Regions from separate parts of the Rattus norvegicus genome. Here region 1 is linked to region 2. A link is a contact called in public Hi-C data. All regions are on one chromosome and are shown on one strand. Each heading gives the region's core, a stretch centred on a gene start, on an enhancer-like site or on the middle of the called end of the contact. The rest is flanking DNA. Distances are from core to core; before and after follow the strand shown. Region 1 overlaps Slc44a3 (solute carrier family 44, member 3). Region 2 holds the start of Rwdd3 (RWD domain containing 3).

Region 1 (4,306 bases), core at 348-2,847, 340 kb before region 2:
GTGCTTCCAAAGATGTTAAATCTTCAGTTTCTAAATCCTTCTTCTTCCATCGAAAGAGAAGAGGCCTTTGCTCTCCAGGGCTATAACCCAGAAGAGGGTCTGCTCGTGGGGTATCTGGCCCAGCAGAGGCTGGGGCAATGCTATGTACTAAAGCAGGGAGAGCAAGGGGAAGTCCAAGCCCTGATGATGACGACCCTATAACCACGCCTCCCCACATCCCACAGCTCAGTTCCTAGGGTGATGGCAGCCAGGTTTGTCCTCTAACGGGGACAGGTCCGAAAAGCTTTTGAACCCAAGTCAGGTGCCACATGAGGGAGTGATCCCCAGAGAAACAGACTTCCAGACTCTTACACCAGCAGTGGCACTCCCCAGCAACAAGCAAGCTCTCTCCCACTGAGCATCTGCCGTGGTTAAGGTTTTACTGCTGTGAACAGACACCGTGACCAAGACAACTCTTATAAAGGACAACATTTAACTGGGGCTAGCTTACAGGTTCAGTCCATTATCAATAAGGTGGGAACATGGCAGTGTCCAGGCAGATGTGGGACTGGAGGAACTGAGAGCTCTACATCTTCATCCAAAGGCAACAGGGAGAAGACTGGCTTCCAGGCAGCTAGGACAAGGGTATTAAAGCCCATGCCCGCAATGGCACGCCTACTCCAACAGGGCCACACTACTCAAAAAGAGCCACACCTCCAAATAGTGCCCCCTCCTTGGGCCAAACATGTACAAACCAGCACAGCATCCAAGTGTGTTTTGAGCTGTTTTTTTAGTGGTTATTATGCAAACAAAGGAAGTGAAAGAGATTAGAAACCAAACAAAAGGAATGTAGGGGAAACAAACACAATGCAAGCTGCAAAGGAAAATGGCAGTGCACGGGATGCACCAATGATGTCATCATAGGGAGCGAAGAAATACGGAACCGATAAACTAAAGTTCCTCACACAAAAACGAGTATTGTGAGAATGAGAAAGACCCTTTAATAATGAACAATTTCAAAAGTAGGAATTTTCTGTTGAATGCTTCAACTCACTGTGAAGCTGAAGAGCTCTTCCTGAAAGTCGAACAAAGACAAACCGGAACATACGAGATAGGATAAAATGTTAGGGTTATTTAGGAGCCCCCCAGCTGACTGATATGAGATTTAGAAAGAGCAAACAGAAAAAGTAGTTTGGGTGGGTGGGTGGGTTTTGGCGTTTGTTTGTTTTTGAGGTGGAGTCTCATCTAGCCCAATCAACAAACGTGCTGTGTTTCGAGGACTACCTTGACTCTCTCTGACCTACTTGCCTCCTCCACTGACGGTCTTTGACTTCAGACATACACTACGACATAGATCTTTTTGATGATGATGATGATGATGATGATGATGATGATGATGATGATGCAAGAATGTCAAAGAAACCTCAGGAGGTGAGGTCATAAGTTAAAAGTTTCCAGAAGTTTCATAAGTTAAAAGTTTCCAGAAGTTTCTCAAAGGAAATGAGAAAAGATCAGACACAGCCTTGAGTCTCAGAATCAAGTCTAACATTCTGACAGTCAGCAGCAGCTCTGAACCCAGAAAACATCAGAGGAGGACTGTCTAAACACAGAGGTCCCTGACCTCCAGGTCTGTACCGGTTCCCACCCACCATCGATCAAGGGTCAATACAGTCACGCTCACACAAAATCCCCAAAGATTTCCCTGGCACCTCCTTCCTAGGAAAGATGTTTCCACTGATAGTCCTGAGTAAACTAGGCAGGGAAACCCTGGAGTTGTACAGAAAAGACAACATAATCGACCACTGCTACTCGGATCAGCTGGGAATGGCCCTTCCTCACTGTACATTTTATTTATGTACTAATGATATGATATAAAAAAAATTAGTGTCGTTGAGGAATAGTGAGAAGGTGATGTCGGGGAGGCTGGATGTATGGGACATCTATTATGAGATATCAGGGGGAGGGCGTGAGGGAGGGGAGGATACCTGGCGGGCCCATACCAAGGTGTCCCCCTGAGAAAGCATGCTATGCCACAGATGTAATATAAAGGAGGTTTATCTGGGGGAAGGGAGGGGAGTAAGGCAGACAGATGGGAGCAGAGCCGTGAGCTGAAAAATTAGGAGGGCCTGAATGGGTGGCTCAGCGGTAGAACACTTGCCTGGCATGCGTGGGACCCTGGGTTCAATCCTTAATACCAGAAAAAAAAAAAAAACAGGCAAGATCCCATAGGAAAAAGCAAGTCAGTAAGAGCCTATAGTCTGGGGCTGGAGAGATGGCTCAGTGGTTAAGAACACTGAGTTCAAATCCCAGCAACCACTTAGTGGCTCACAACCATCTGTAATGAGATCAGATGCCCTCTTCTGGTGTGCATGAAGACAGCTATGGTGTATTCATATATAATAAATAAATAAATAAATAAATAAATAAATAAATAAATAAACCTTTTTTTAAAAAAGGTCCTATAGTTTTAAAGTGTGGAGGTTAGTCCTATCATCTCGAGAGAGGGAGAATTAAGGGTAGATGAAGCAAACTGCTGATTTCTGAAGCCTACCAGCACTATTTAGTTCCTTAACTATTATTTTGATTTTAAGTGAATTTAAAGTAAAATTCATGAATGGGTTGAAGAGTGGCCCAGTGGTGACAAGCAGCTCACAACAGCCTGCAACCCCAGCTCCTCTTCTCACCTCCATTAGAAACCTACAGGCGTGTGGCAGACATTCGCATACATTAAAAATAAAAATAAAAAGTAAAATGCATGATAACTCATTTTTAGCACTACAATTACTCAATGATTAAAGAGTCTTCTCAGCCAGTCATGGTGGCATACTCAGAAGGCAGAGGCAAGAGGATCACCACATCCTAGTTTACATAGCAAGTTCTAAGCCAACCTGGACTGCACAGAGAAATCCTGTCTCAGAACAAGGACACAGAGAGCCCACTCTCCTCTGGGCAGTCTGCTTCACTGTGATGCCTCCAGCCTGTTCCTCATCTACCGCTCACAGTTCACTTAGGCCGTACTTCTACACTGGGCAGAATTGTAATACAGACCCTGGGCATTGACCCTTGTCACTTACCGGAGCTGTAAGAGGGCTGAAGAGTTCACGAAGAGAGCACTGTGCGTGAGGATATGGGCAGTCTGTAAAACTTACCTTCAAAGAGCTTCCATTTTGTGCAGTGGTAGAAGTGGCTTAGCACTCCAGAACCCTTGTGGCCCTTGCAGAGGACCTGAGTTTGGTTCCCAGCACCCACATGGCAGCTCACAGCTGCATCTAACTCCAGGTCCAGAGGATCCTACGTCTGGCCTCGGGGTCGCACTTGATACACATTCAGACATGTAGGCAAAAACACTCATACACATAAAATAAAAGTAACTACATCTTTAAAACGCACTTGCTTTAAAAAAAAAAAATTGCCCGAAGACGGCATCAGTAGAGACCGTCTTTGGGAAGCCAAGAGTAGTAACACATACTGTAATCTCATCACTGGGGAGGATCCGGAGCTTAAAGGCCATCCTTAATCATGGATAAGTTTGATGCTAGCTAACCTGGGCATATAGGCCTCTGTCTCAGAAAAGGCAGTGGGTCGGGGTAGTGGGGAACTAGGCTCAGTCAATAAAGTGCAGGCCATGCAAGCATGGGGACCTGAGTTTAAACCCCAGAACCCACATGAAAAAGCCACACATCACACATTGGTATTTATTTACTTTCCATGTACTGGGTGGCGGGGGAGGCACATGCACGCATATGCACACATGGGTGTGAAGGTCAGATGACAATTTGCTGAGGTTGCTCCTTCACTGTGGCTTTCAAGGAGGAAGCTCAGGTCATCCAGCTTTTAGCTATAACTCTCCCACTGAGCTGTTTCTCTAGCCCCGTGGTATAGATTTGTAATCCCAGCCTTAGGAAGGGAGATAGGCAGTCGCATAGGCAGATCCTTGGACAGTGATAGACCCTGAGTCGAGAAACAAGGTTTGGATGGCACCTAAGAAACAACATGGTCCCCGCCCCGCTGCTACTCCATGTTAACCTCTGAACTCCACGTGTAGGAACACACAGGGGAGGAGGGGGAGGGAAGGAGGGAGAGGGAGAGAAATACAAGGAAGAGACATGGTCTTTGCTGTGGCCACACTGTGTTCTACTGCCTACCAGCTTTGCTGGAGGCCGTCTGTCCTATGCCGCCCAGAGACTCAGATTTGGGGGCTTTGCATAATGTTGGAGCGTCTCTCTAGAGTGTTAGGCTTGGTCTAAAACTATTTTTCTCAGGGCCCTGAAGGGGCTGGTGTGGCTGTAAAGCACTATGTGTGTACCCTGACTTAAAGGTACTCTCA
Region 2 (3,815 bases), core at 340-2,839:
GTTATTTCGTTCTTATCACACATTGAATATGAAAAATTAAAAGCAGGATGAGAGCTATTCAATTATTGTGTGGACCACCTTAACAAATATGACAAATAACCACATTAATATCTTTTCCATTACTTTTAACAGTAACACTGGACTTTAAACTAAAATTGAATAACAGAGTGATATTGTAAATCAAAAGTGTAATCTGTTCCCCAAATCTCTCTAACAGTTAATTACGAACCCACTGAACTTGATTGAACTGCTATTTTGGAAATAACTCAAAGGAATTATTTTTTTCTTTCTTCTAATACAAATTGGCCACATTATAGATAATTATGTGTTTAAATAAACCTTTATCTTTCTAATTATGTGCACAGCATGGTCCCTAATTGCTTGGGGTCACTGAAATCTCAGGGCATCCCTGGGAAAGCTTCTCTGGTCTATCTTGTCAGATTTCCTTTCTCTGCTTGGAAGCCAATTTCTCTTCCTTTTTCTAATTCCCCTTTAGCAACAGAAATGGTGATTGGGATCAGGGCCAGGTAAAATTATTCTGACTTGTAGAAGTCAGTGAAATGAGCTACTGTAGACCTACTTAAGTTCTTTGATGTACACAGAATGTTATTTCTGATACAAACTAGAGGTAGGGAACCTCCCCGAGTGAGTCAGGGCTTCTGGGAGCTGCAGAATTTAAAATTTTTATTTGTAAAACAAAAACAAAAAACAAGTTAAACACACCTAGAAAGAACTATTTACCACAAATTAATTTTGCTCACCAAAGTCGAGGTTGGAACACGATGCATTGACCGTTCTGTTATCCCATTGTTACTGCATGTGTTTTAAAGTTTAGGTCAAGATTCAATGATGGTGATTTCACCATTAAGCTTCAGGGGCCACAGTGGAAATAGACACATTATATTGTATGCATCGAATATCACCTGAACCAAACCGAACTAAATCGAACCAAACCGAACCGAACTGAACCGAATCGAACCGAACCAAACCAAACCAAACCAATTGTCAAAGCTAGTTTATGGTTTTGGACCCTATCCCACTAGTTAGGGAGTCTCCTCTCAATCTTCCCTCCTCTTTTCTGCACCTTTGACAGAAAAGAGGCCCGGGAATCTAGACCTTGTCTGTAAGCCTGGGGCTAGTGACCAGTTCAGTATCTTGGAGGTTATTATCAAAGTCTTTTCTGAAATATCCCGACTGCGAGGATCACTGACAGCAACATCTCGGGACCTAAGGTTCAAAAGACCAAGGGCTCGCCTTGTTTGGCTTTTCTTGTTTGTTTAGGTTTCTTTTACTCTCTCCATCTCTTCCCAGCCTAGTGTAGGTCAAGCACAGGGGTTCACGCTTGGGTGTTCTTGTAGGGTCTTTGGGGCTTTACAGGTCTCTCTCAGCTCTAGAAAACAACGGGGGCAAAAACTCTGGGAATGAAGGAACTTCGAATTGGAATTAGAGAGCAAAAGGGCCTGGGCGGAGCTTTCAGACATTCGCCACGCCCATAGACACGCCCACCCCAGCCTGCCGGGCTGTGAGGTTCGGGCGCCCCCCAGTGGCCGTGTGCGCGCTCTGCTCCGGGAGGCGGCGGAAGCGGCTTCGGATTCTGGTCACGCGGAAATGGCGGAGGAGATGAGGCAGGAACTCTCGGCGCTGGCCGCGATCTTCTGCGGGCCCCACGAGTGGGAGATGTTGAGCTGTTCAGGTGAATACCCTGCCTCTCACCCTGCGGCCACTGCGGGGACCCGGGAGACCCGGTGTCCTGTGGCCTTGCGTAGGAGTGGGAGGGGAGTTGTCGGGGTTGGGGGTGGCCTGCGCTGGCAGTGCCTTCCCTGAGCTCGCTCTCCTTCTCCCCTGTGCTCTCTGGCCACTAAACAGTGCGCACTGCCCTCCTCATGGAATCCAGCCCCTCCAAATAGTCAGTACCCCCATAAGCATTTGTGCATTACGTCCTTGACAACAGTACGCAGTATTTGGTTGTCAGCCACGGGGAAGGCAGTCAGGAAAAGGTTGTTGTAGGTTGGGTGAAGCTTTGAATTCTCCAGAGTTGATTGGCTTTGATTTTATTTTATTTTTCGTTTTGTTTTTCTTAAAAAAATTTTTTTATTTTTATCTTTTTAGGCTGCTGAAAAGTGGCAGCCAGTTCCAGACTCCTGCTAGATGTGTAATCATGCAGCGCGCATTCATGAATGCCTTCTCTTCTAACATAGGCATGACACCGAGCCCCTTCTCTGAGAGTTTATAATCTGTAAAGCAATTATTGTTGTTGTTGTTTTTATTTTAAAAAGCTGAAATTTCATTCTTGCCTTGGTTTCCCTCTTCCACTCACACACATTTAAGTTTTAAAGTTTTTTCTGAATGTGTTTGTGTGTTTTACCTGCCAGTATATACCTGTACGATGTGTGCCCACTGCACAAGGAGACCAGAAGAGGGCGTTCAGGGGATAGGAGTTACTGAGGTTTGGGAGCCGTGTGCCCTATAGGTGCTGAGAACTGAACCCAGGACCTCCAGAAGTACAGTCAATTCTCTTGACCACTAAGTGCCCCCGACTCCCCCCTTTTGGGAAAGTGTGCTGATGCAGATCATCCTCCCTTCTCCCCCGAGCTGTCATAAGTCATGTACATTCTGACGTCAATAGGAGCCATCACTCTACTGTTACTTTGTAACTGCTATTGAAATCGCCTCTCTGACCATACATTGGCTTACCTCTAAGAACAAAGTGTGAAAAGTGCTAGACCTAAGGAAGCTACATTAAGAGGGCTTTGGGTTTCCATATGGTAAGTCAGAGACTCTGGGAGTTCACCCTTTCTTTTTATCCCTTCTTGCACGCACCCATCTGCAGACCCTTGTGGTGCTCTGTGATATTTCAGGCAATGTGAACTTTCTAGAAAAATGGAGCTGCTCTCTTTTTAAGTGCCTAGACCTGTCTTATCTTTTTGAAACTTCCTTAAGATCCCCCTATGAAAGGATTTATTGTAGGGATTTGTCACCCTCTTCTGATTGGGTAGCATCCTAATTGGTTAGCATCTCCTCTGTCTCCACAAATCTCTTTATTGATAATTGTTTCTGCCTGAGGCAGATATTTAAAGGGATCACTTGTGTCTTTGAGTTCTTGTATCATGGCTTACTTGCAATAGCTGGGAGGAACGAACCTGTGTTGTCTGGTGACACTGCTTTATAAATTCATGGTTGACCATTAGATACTGTTGATAGGCCAGAGAAAGACCCCCAAAAAGAAGTGGGGAGAGAAAGAGAGAGAGAGAGGGAGAGAGAGAGAGAGAGAGAGAGAGAGAGAGAGAGAGGTGTCTTAATACCAAGAGAGAGAGAGAGAGAGAGAGAGAGAGAGAGAGGTGTCTTAATACCGAGAACACTGCAGCCCTCTATCTGCTCTTAAATTGAGCATGACTTCAAGTCATGCCTCCTAATTAATTTAATTCAGTGTTCTGGCATCAATAAGTAATTGAATTATAAAGGAATTCAGTGTAACAACTTCGGACATTTTGTTTCTAGAAGGTTCATTGGAGAGTAGAACAGTTCAGCAATTGAAACAGGAATGTTTGACACTCACAGTGGGAGCTGTTATCCGAGCAGACTAAGGGTAGCAGGCTGCGTGGCTACCACCCTCACTGTTAGTGGCAGTCAGGGTATCACCCTGTACCCCATCATTTCACTCCTAGCCTTTGCCAAATAAGTCTCTCCTGTCTTCAGTGGGATTAGAAGAATATTGCAGTGGGCCTGTGTTTCTCTGTAAGACAGGAAGGCCCAGGCTGACCCTAAGGGCCAACTCTTTGGGTCCTGAGCTGAAAAGGCTTGAATAAATGGGTTCA

What was found. A called contact is a pair of places that touch in the nucleus more often than the background predicts.
Region 1: a Hi-C map of hepatocytes shows a contact between it and region 2, with 3 times the contacts expected there. The contact joins the enhancer-like site here to the promoter of Rwdd3 in region 2. A contact is called at or near these places in 10 of 12 Hi-C or Micro-C datasets (the A7r5 cell line, the Rat2 cell line, Schwann cells and 6 more).

Annotation. Positions count from the first base shown.
Region 1 is chr2:212,269,687-212,273,992 of GRCr8, reverse strand. All of the region lies in intron 10 of Slc44a3 (solute carrier family 44, member 3), which reads left to right. Among named protein-coding and RNA genes, the nearest start is that of Slc44a3, 41 kb to the left of the region's middle. Within about 2 kb of position 1,597, at least 1 of the 93 cell types and tissues checked has an H3K27ac peak or open chromatin away from gene starts, as enhancers often do. A contact at or near this core is called in hepatocytes, where this site is marked.
Region 2 is chr2:211,931,366-211,935,180 of GRCr8, reverse strand. Rwdd3 (RWD domain containing 3) reads left to right here and starts at 1,589. Exons shown (of 5, transcript NM_001128152.1): 1 at 1,589-1,693. The coding sequence starts at 1,609.